Linked DNA regions of Mus musculus: region 2 is linked to region 1. The links are chromatin contacts, called in public Hi-C maps. All regions are on one chromosome and are shown on one strand. The core of a region is the stretch at or near the end of the contact, and the rest is flanking DNA. Distances in the headings are between cores, read along the strand shown. Region 1 overlaps Smarcc2 (SWI/SNF related, matrix associated, actin dependent regulator of chromatin, subfamily c, member 2). Region 2 holds the start of Esyt1 (extended synaptotagmin-like protein 1).

Region 1 (3,789 bases), core at 98-2,597:
AAGTTGTTTCATACACTGGGGGTATGTGAATTTCAGGTCACATAGCAATTATGGAATGAAATTCTCTGCATGGTTTTTAACTGGAAGCAATGGGAACGGCGGTGCAGGTACTTGTATGCTCTACTCTACCATCCTCAGACAACCTCCGAAGAACATGTTTAAAGGGTTAGGCTGTGGCTGTCTAGTGGTGTCTATCATGTCTTTGTAAGTCTAACAGAGAGCTTGGTTGAAAGTTGCTAAGTCTGGAAGGGTGAGTGCAGAAAGGACCCCAAAAGAAAATCATAAGCGGAAATCTTACATCTCTGGAGTCTTAGACTTGTTCTTGCCGTTGAAGAACTCAGGAAGAGCCCTCCGTTCAATGGCATGGACGCTGCAAGATAAATCACAACGGGTTTAGAAGGCCCAGGGAAGGAGTAGGAGCCCAAGGGCGGAAGGCTTGAAAGGTGGGGTTGGCAAGGGGCTCTAAGCTGTAGAGGGGCAACAAGAGAGATAACCCATTGATTATGGGTTAATCACGGGGGAGGAAGGAGGAAAGAAGCAGGGCAGTACCTGTTGTAGTCAAACCAGGCGGCGTAGCTGGGGATGATGATGTGGTGGGTCTGCTCGGTCACATTGTCCTCATGCAGGTCCGGGTTCTTCGTCTGCTCGCCTTTGTTGCCCGTGCTGTTCTCATCCTCGTCCTATGAATATGGAGGCTGCTGGACACTCAGCATTCCCCTCCCTGCCTAGCAGCCCTCAGCTTCTCCTACACCCAGGAGCACCAACAGGGGAGAAGGATGAGGATGAGCACTGTGGGCCCTGGGACGCTAGGGGGCTGGGGTCCGAGCAGCAGGCACAATTCAGCTATGGCGGGAAAAGCCCGGGCAAAAGGAACACTGTGATCCCTGTCCCAGAGAGGTGGAGCCTCTCTAAGCTAATCACAGAGAGACAGAGCCTGCCTAAACTGGCTGCACCTTGCCGGTGGTCTCCATGCTTTCATCGTCCTGTTCATCTGCAAGGGAAAGAAGACAGGCTGAGCCTCTACAGGAGCAGAGGGCGACGGGAAGGTGGGCTGAGCTCCCCCATGCCTCAGGCACTGCCTGCTTGGGGCTCCCTGGCTTACCCAGGTCAGTCATGGTGCCGCCTTTGACTGGGGCTGACTCAGAGTCCTTTTTAGTGTTGACTGCAAAGAGAAAAAGCATTAGACATGTTGGCCAAATCAAGCTCTCACGTCTCAGCTGCTAACAGTTTTACATATGCTGCTTCTTCAGAACCCTTTGAAACTCGTTTTCTATTCTACTGCCTTGCCCAGCATCTATGTGCGTGCACTCCTATGACTCTCCGGCCTCAGTATCCTGAGGGCTACTCCTGTATGACTGCTCTTTGTCTCCCTGCTTGTCTCCCTATACAATCTTTTAATGGACTGAGTTTGAGCTAGATCATGCTAGGTAAGTAGCTAGATATCATCCCTTGATATACTACTTGCAACTGAACCTAAGGCCTAACTTACGAATATGTCAGTGTTCTACCAGAGTTACAGTCCCAGCACCAAGGTTTTTCTGGTTTTTTTGAGGGGGGCGGGGCGGGGCGGGGCGGGGCGGGGCGAAGGAGCAGGGTCTCATGTATTCCAGGCCTCTAACTTGCAAAGAACATCCCTAATTCTCTGCATCTGCTCCTGAGTGCTGAGGTGACAGGTGTGCGCCACCACCAAGCTCAGTTCCCCAGCACTTTTTTCTTTTTCTTTCCTTAAACTTTTTACTTTGGCTTTGCCTTTTTCAAACAGCCTCAGGCTGGAGAGAAGGCTGAGAGGTTAAGAGCACCGATTGCTCTTCCAGAGATCCTGAGTTCAATTCCCAGCAACCACATGGTGGCTCACAACCATCTGTAATTGTAGTCCCACAGAATCCAATGCCCTCTCCTGCTACGCAATTTGTACTGGCAGACAAACACCCCTATACATGAACTATATTCATAACTACATCTTTACTTTTTTATTTAGTATTTTTTAAAAGAAAGAGACACAGACTCCATCAGCTCGAGCTGGTTTTGAATTCATTATGTAGCTCAGGCTGGCCTGCACTCCTGAACCATCCCTCTGCCTGCTGAGTGCTAGGACTAGAGACATGACCCACACTTGGCTTTCCTTCCTTTTTACTCTGAGACTGTCCCCTTCAGTTATGCAGGTTGGCCTCAGGGGTCATTCTGCAGGCCAGGCTGATTCTGTACTTCTTACATCCTCCTGCCTCAGCCAGGCAGGCCACTGAGATTATTACCTATGTTATGCCACCAGGCTGAGTTAAATGATGTGCTCTTAACTAGTAACACTGTTGCTTTGTTTTTTCCCAGACAGAGTCTCACTCTGTAGCTCTGGCTGTCTTGGAACTCACTATGTAGGCCAGGCTGGCCTTGAACTCACAGAGATTCACCTGCATCTGCTTCCTGGGTGCTGAGATTAAAGGTGTTTACCACCGTTTCCAGTCAGATCTTAATTAATTTTTGAAGACAGGGTCTCTGTATGAAACCTGGCTGTCCTGGAACTTGTGACCAGGCTAGCCTCCAGCTTACAGAGCTCTCCATAACTCTGCCTTCTGAGAGCTAGGATTTAAAATCATGTGTCACCATACCTAGCTTGAATATCTAAAAAAAATATTTTTAAAGACTGTCTGAAGGGCTGGGGATAGAGTGCAGGGCTCCGTATTTGTTAGGCAGTGTTCACCATAAGCTGCACCCCAACCTAATCTTCAAAGCTGTAAAGTAGAGAAGACGCTCCCGCCTTGGTTTCATACACAAATGCTCCGAGGAAATCGGCTTCCCAAACCCTTGAAATATATTTCTTGATATTTGAGGCTACTGGACAGGAGACAGACTACAAATCAGTATTGAAGTGCAGTCCCCTAGACTCCTCGTGCAGGACAGACTGAGTGAGTCTCTTTAGAGTTGTTCTCACTGCCTTTTACATTTTCCTCCTCTGTCTTTTCTAAGTTGATGATTGCATGTGTGCAATGAGCATGTGTAAAGGTCCCCGGAGGCCAGAGGAGAGCATGGGTGCTGCTGGAGCTTTTTAATTTAGTGGGAGTCACCTGATGAGAATGGAATTCAGGGCCTCTGTAGGAGCAGTATGCTCTTAACTGCTGAGACTTCTCAAGCCCCACATTTCTCTTTCTAAAAATTTCAAATTTATTATGTGTGTTTATGTGGAGGTCAGAGGTCTACACTGGTGTTATCTTCTACCACTTTCCTATGTTTGTTCAGACAATTTCTCAGTGAATCTGGAGCTCACCGATGCAGTTAGACTGGCTAGCCAGCAAGGCCCTGGCTTCCTCCTGCCTCCCCCTCAGTATTGGGATTATAGCACAAACTACCTTGCTCAGCTTTTTATAAGGTACTAAGGTCGACTCAGGTCCTCATCATGAGCCATCATTTTATTTTATTTATTTATTTGGAGACAGGGTCTCATGTATCCTAGACTAACCCAAAACTTGATATGTAGTGGAGGATAGCTTTCAAATAGCAGCTCCCCTGCTTCACAGTGCAGGATTACAGGGCTGCAGTGCACTGTCCTGGACTCAGGGCTTCATACACACTGGACAAAATCTCGACTAAGCAGCTGCCCAGTCCAGCTACTTTGCTTTGCAAGGATGGACAAGTAGATTGGTTAGTTTTGTGTGTGTGCATGTGTGTGCACATACACAAGCCATGCTACATGTGTGGAAGCCAGAGGGTAACTTTCAGAGTCAGTACTCTCCTTCCAGCTGGTTTTGAGGCAAGGTCTCCCTCTTGTTTCTGCGACTATGCTTCTCATGGACGCTT
Region 2 (4,141 bases), core at 1,141-3,640, 52 kb before region 1:
CCAACAATCACATGGTGGCTCACAACCATCTGTAATGGGATCTGATGCATTCTTTTGGTGTGTGTCTGAAGACAACTACAGTGTACTCGTATGAATAATAATAAATAATATTTTTAAAAGCTGTGTGTATCACAGGGAACATGGGTGGATCAGAGGACAACCTGACAACTCTCAGGAGTTGGCTTTCCACTTCCACCATGTATGTCTGGGGCATTGAACTTAGGTCTTCAGGCTTGGTGGCAAGTGCCTTCACCCACTGAGCCATTTCTATAGCTCTCCACTTAATCTTCTATTATAATTTTTTTGTAAGATAGATTTATTTATTTGTTTGTTTGTTTAATGTATGTGAGTACACTGTCACTGTCTTCAGACATAGAAGAAGAGGGCATCGGATCCCATTACAGGTGGTTGTGAGCCACCATGTGGTTGCTGGAAATTGAACTCAGGACCTTCGGAAGAGCAGTCAGTGCTCTTAACCACTGAAGCATCTCTCCAGCCCCACTTAATCTTTTGAGAGAGAGAGAGAGAGAGAGAGAGAGAGACAGAGAGACAGAGAGACAGAGAGAGACAGAGAGAGAGACAGAGAGAGAGAAAGAGAGAGAGTGTGTGTCTTGCTAGCAGTGAGCTACCATATCTGGATTTTACAGACGGGATGGCAGAGATCTAAACTCAGGTCACTAAGCTTGTGGAGCAAAGGCCTTTTGCTTGTGGTTGCTGGGGAATGAATTTAGGTCGTCATGCTTGGGCTATATAAACAGAGCTGTCTTCCTAGCCTGTTCCTTCCTCCTCCCCTCCTTTCTGTATCCCCCAACCCCTGCCTCCTTTTGTTTTGTTTTATTTTGTTTCTGCTATTTATCTCAGGCTGCCTTAGCCTCCAAAATGCTGGGATTACAGCTATGTACCATCCCGTCTGTCAGAATTCTTCATTTTAGTGTCCTAGATGTTCCCAAGGGTGCTGGCTAGTTTTATATCAACTTGACATAGTCTAGGGTCGTCTGAGAGGAAGGAACGTTGATTGAGACGAAGCCTCCATAAGATCTGTAGGCAAACCTCTATGTAGAACATTTCCTTAATTGATAGGGAAGGGCCCAGCCCATGGTTGGCGGGGGCCATCCCTGGGCTGCTGGTCCTAGGTTCTATAAGAAAGCCGGGGGCTGGTGAGATGGCTCAGTGGGTAAGAGCACCCGACTGCTCTTCCGAAGGTCCGGAGTTCAAATCCCAGCAACCACATGGTGGCTCACAACCATCCGTAACAAGATCTGACTCCCTCTTCTGGGGTGTCTGAAGACAGCTACAGTGTACTTACATATAATAAATAAATCTTAAAGAAAGAAAGAAAGAAAGAAAGAAAGAAAGAAAGCCGGTTTAGCAAGCCAGTGAGCAGCACCCCGTCCCCCGCCCCCCATGGCCTCTGCATCAGCTCTTGCCTCCAGGTTCCAGCCCGGTTTCAGTTCCTGCCTGGACTCCCTTCAATGATGGACTATGATATGGAAGTGTAAGTCAAACAGACCTTTTCCTCCCCGACCTGATTTTGGTCAGCATCAGGAAACTATTGCAAAATGTAATAATTACTGCTGCCGTTGAACACCGCCCCTCCCTGACTATAATCTTAATCGGCCCTCTATGATAGAGATGACTAACTCTGGATTCTAAAAAGAAACAAAATCTCACTTATCTACCGATCTCCTCCCCTCACCCCACTTCTTCAAGACTGGAGTATTAGAACTCTAATGTTCATCACGCCCCAGCTGTCGCTGACTTGTTCCTTTTCACGGACAAGATAGGGGGACTGAGGACAGCACAGACAGGGCCGCTAGACAGGGTCGGTCATCCTAGACTTTCGTTCTAAATCGGTCTAATTTCCCTAACGTTTCGCAAGGGCAGCCAGTAAAAACTCAAAGAATATTCTTAGAGGCAAAAACGAACGTTCTCTGAGTATCAAACGCTGGGAAAGTTGACAAAGAATATTTAAGATTCAGACCAAACCCTGCCAAACCATTTGAACGTGTGGAGAGATACACCCTCAACTCTAGCTCACTCTGAACTCAGTAATTAGAGTAGCGGCTCTGCATGACGTAACTCCACAGGCGCTCCAATCCCACGTGGGAGGAGCAGCTGCTCCCGCCTCTTAAGTGGGACGCTACGCCCCGTTCTCTCCGTGACCAGTCAAATACTGTCTTTTGGTTTCTTTCCCCCCCTTTTCCCGCCATCCAACCCTCCCATCTTGACCCTCTGGTCCAATCACGGAGGCCCTGCCATCCCAAGTCCTCTCTAGCTTCCCAAGTCTACGCGGCGCTGCCCCAACAGGCAGGGGCGGGGCGGGGCTTGAGGTCCCGGGGGGAGCACCATATATTACTGGGGGGGAGCTGGACCAGACACTGAGCTGCCTGCAGCTGCTCGGGCGGGCACTCCCAGAAGCTGCCCCATGGAGCACTCCCCTGAAGAGGGCGCCAGCCCCGAGCCGTCAGGGCAGCCCCCTGCCACGGACTCCACGCGGGACGGGGGCTCCGGGGTCCCACCTGCCGGCCCAGGTGCGGCGAGCGAGGCCCTGGCGGTGCTGACTTCCTTCGGGCGCCGCTTGTTGGTGCTGGTGCCGGTGTACCTGGCAGGGGCAGCGGGTCTTAGCGTAGGTTTCGTGCTTTTCGGCCTCGCCCTGTACTTGGGCTGGCGCCGGGTCCGCGATGGGAAAGAACGGAGCCTGAGGGCAGCGAGGCAGCTGCTGGATGACGAGGAGCGGATCACCGCAGAGACGCTTTATATGAGCCACCGGGAACTACCTGCCTGGGTGAGTTACCACTTCAGCCCTTGGTGCAGTATAGCTCTTCCTAGCCCCTCAACTTGGGGCTCTCCCACCCTACAAAGTCAGCTCCCCCACCTAGGACAGCGGGCCCCCAGACTTTGCATCGTCCCGTTAGCGCTTGTGTGCTGGGACGCACCACTCCTGGACGCGGCCACCCACTCTCCCCGCCCACCCTTGCCGCAGAGCGGATCCTTCCACGGAATCGGGACTTCTTCCTCCGTCTCCTCGGACTACAGCAGTACATCTGAGCTGCCGCTCCCAGCCAAGCGTGTAGAATGCTCGCTCCTCCTGACTTCTGGTGCCACTCGCGCCTTTGCCGCGCTGCCTCTGGGGATCCCTCCACCCCCCACCCCGCGATGGCTCAGAGGTTCCCCCGCCTTTGCTAGCGCTTTCAAGGCTTTTTATCTACTTCAGGGCATTAGGGTTTTCCGTTTCCTGCCTTGTCTCTAGGTACCCGCTGAGACCCAGCCCTGCAAGCATTGTTCCGCTGAGTCCCAGCACCTGGAAATGACCTATCGCGGTCGCCTTCCAGCCTCAAGCCAGCCGGGCTGCTGGGCTAAGGGAGGAGGAGGTTCTGGGAAGAGGGTAGTGCGGCAGCTGTAGTTCCCGCTGCTCCTTTTTACTCGTACCCAGGGCGGCCCCACCCTTTTCCGGACTGTGAGCAGCCTTCGCTCGCTCGTTTGCTCAGCCGACCCAGGCCCTCATTACTATACCCTGTCTCCTGGGCTGAAAAGATGCCTCCCTCTGACCTTGCTAAGCTGAGCGGGTTACCAACCCCTTTGGGGTACCCTCCCTACTCTTCTCACTTAGAGGTGACAGGTAGAGAGAGGCAGACACCAGTCACACTTGCCATTCCCTGGAGAGAAAAGAAGAAGAAACGGTTTCATGTGCCCTAAGTAGCAACTGTTATTGCTACTCTTTATCCTTGGAATTAACCCAACACCTCCCTACCTCCGTGTACAGCACAGGTGTCCTTTCCCACTCAGGAAGAAAGAGAAAGGAGCTAGGGAGGAAAGGAATGAGGGAGAGAGTGCGGAGGCTTGCGCAGGCACTAGCGCACCAGCGCACCAGGCCTAAGACTTCCTGCCAGTCTCTAGGTTATCAGGGTTTGGTTTCTTCTTCACCTTCTTATACTGGAGCCCACGCCCGGTCCCAGGGGAGCAGGGAAGGCTGGACAAAGGAACTAGGACTTCTTCATCCCAGGATTCCCCGGAGTTCTGATTTGACAGGATCTCCTCCTGAAAGAATGTACCCTTCTCTTCAAGACTCCTCCCCCTCCCCCTCCTTGGCCCCAGAAGCTGCCATTTCGCATCTCTGAGCTAGCTGAAGCATCTCTATGTG

Evidence for each region. Hi-C and Micro-C count contacts between places; a contact is called where the count stands out from the background.
Region 2: a contact with region 1 is called in a Hi-C map of embryonic stem cells, with 1.8 times the contacts expected there. The contact joins the promoter of Esyt1 here to the enhancer-like site in region 1. A contact is called at or near these places in 3 of 39 promoter capture datasets (erythroid cells, macrophages and second pharyngeal arch cranial neural crest), 3 of 15 datasets of contacts at CTCF or cohesin (CD8 T cells, the NIH/3T3 cell line and large pre-B cells), 87 of 484 Hi-C or Micro-C datasets (the AML12 cell line, the AtT-20 cell line, B cells and 47 more), 36 of 115 datasets of contacts at active chromatin or transcription factors (the 230-238 cell line, CD8 T cells, DN3 thymocytes and 26 more) and 6 of 9 other capture datasets (adipose tissue, bone marrow-derived macrophages, embryonic stem cells and 3 more).

The regions. Positions count from the first base shown.
Region 1 is chr10:128,471,574-128,475,362 of GRCm38.p6, reverse strand. Smarcc2 (SWI/SNF related, matrix associated, actin dependent regulator of chromatin, subfamily c, member 2) reads right to left here. Exons shown (of 29, transcript NM_001372395.1): 12 at 1,103-1,162; 13 at 954-991; 14 at 550-680; 15 at 299-370. Among named protein-coding and RNA genes, the nearest start is that of Smarcc2, 14 kb to the right of the region's middle. Within about 2 kb of position 1,347, at least 6 of the 459 cell types and tissues checked have an H3K27ac peak or open chromatin away from gene starts, as enhancers often do. A contact at or near this core is called in embryonic stem cells, where this site is marked.
Region 2 is chr10:128,524,108-128,528,248 of GRCm38.p6, reverse strand. It overlaps Esyt1 (extended synaptotagmin-like protein 1), which reads left to right and starts at 2,390. Exons shown (of 31, transcript NM_011843.2): 1 at 2,390-2,785. The coding sequence starts at 2,426.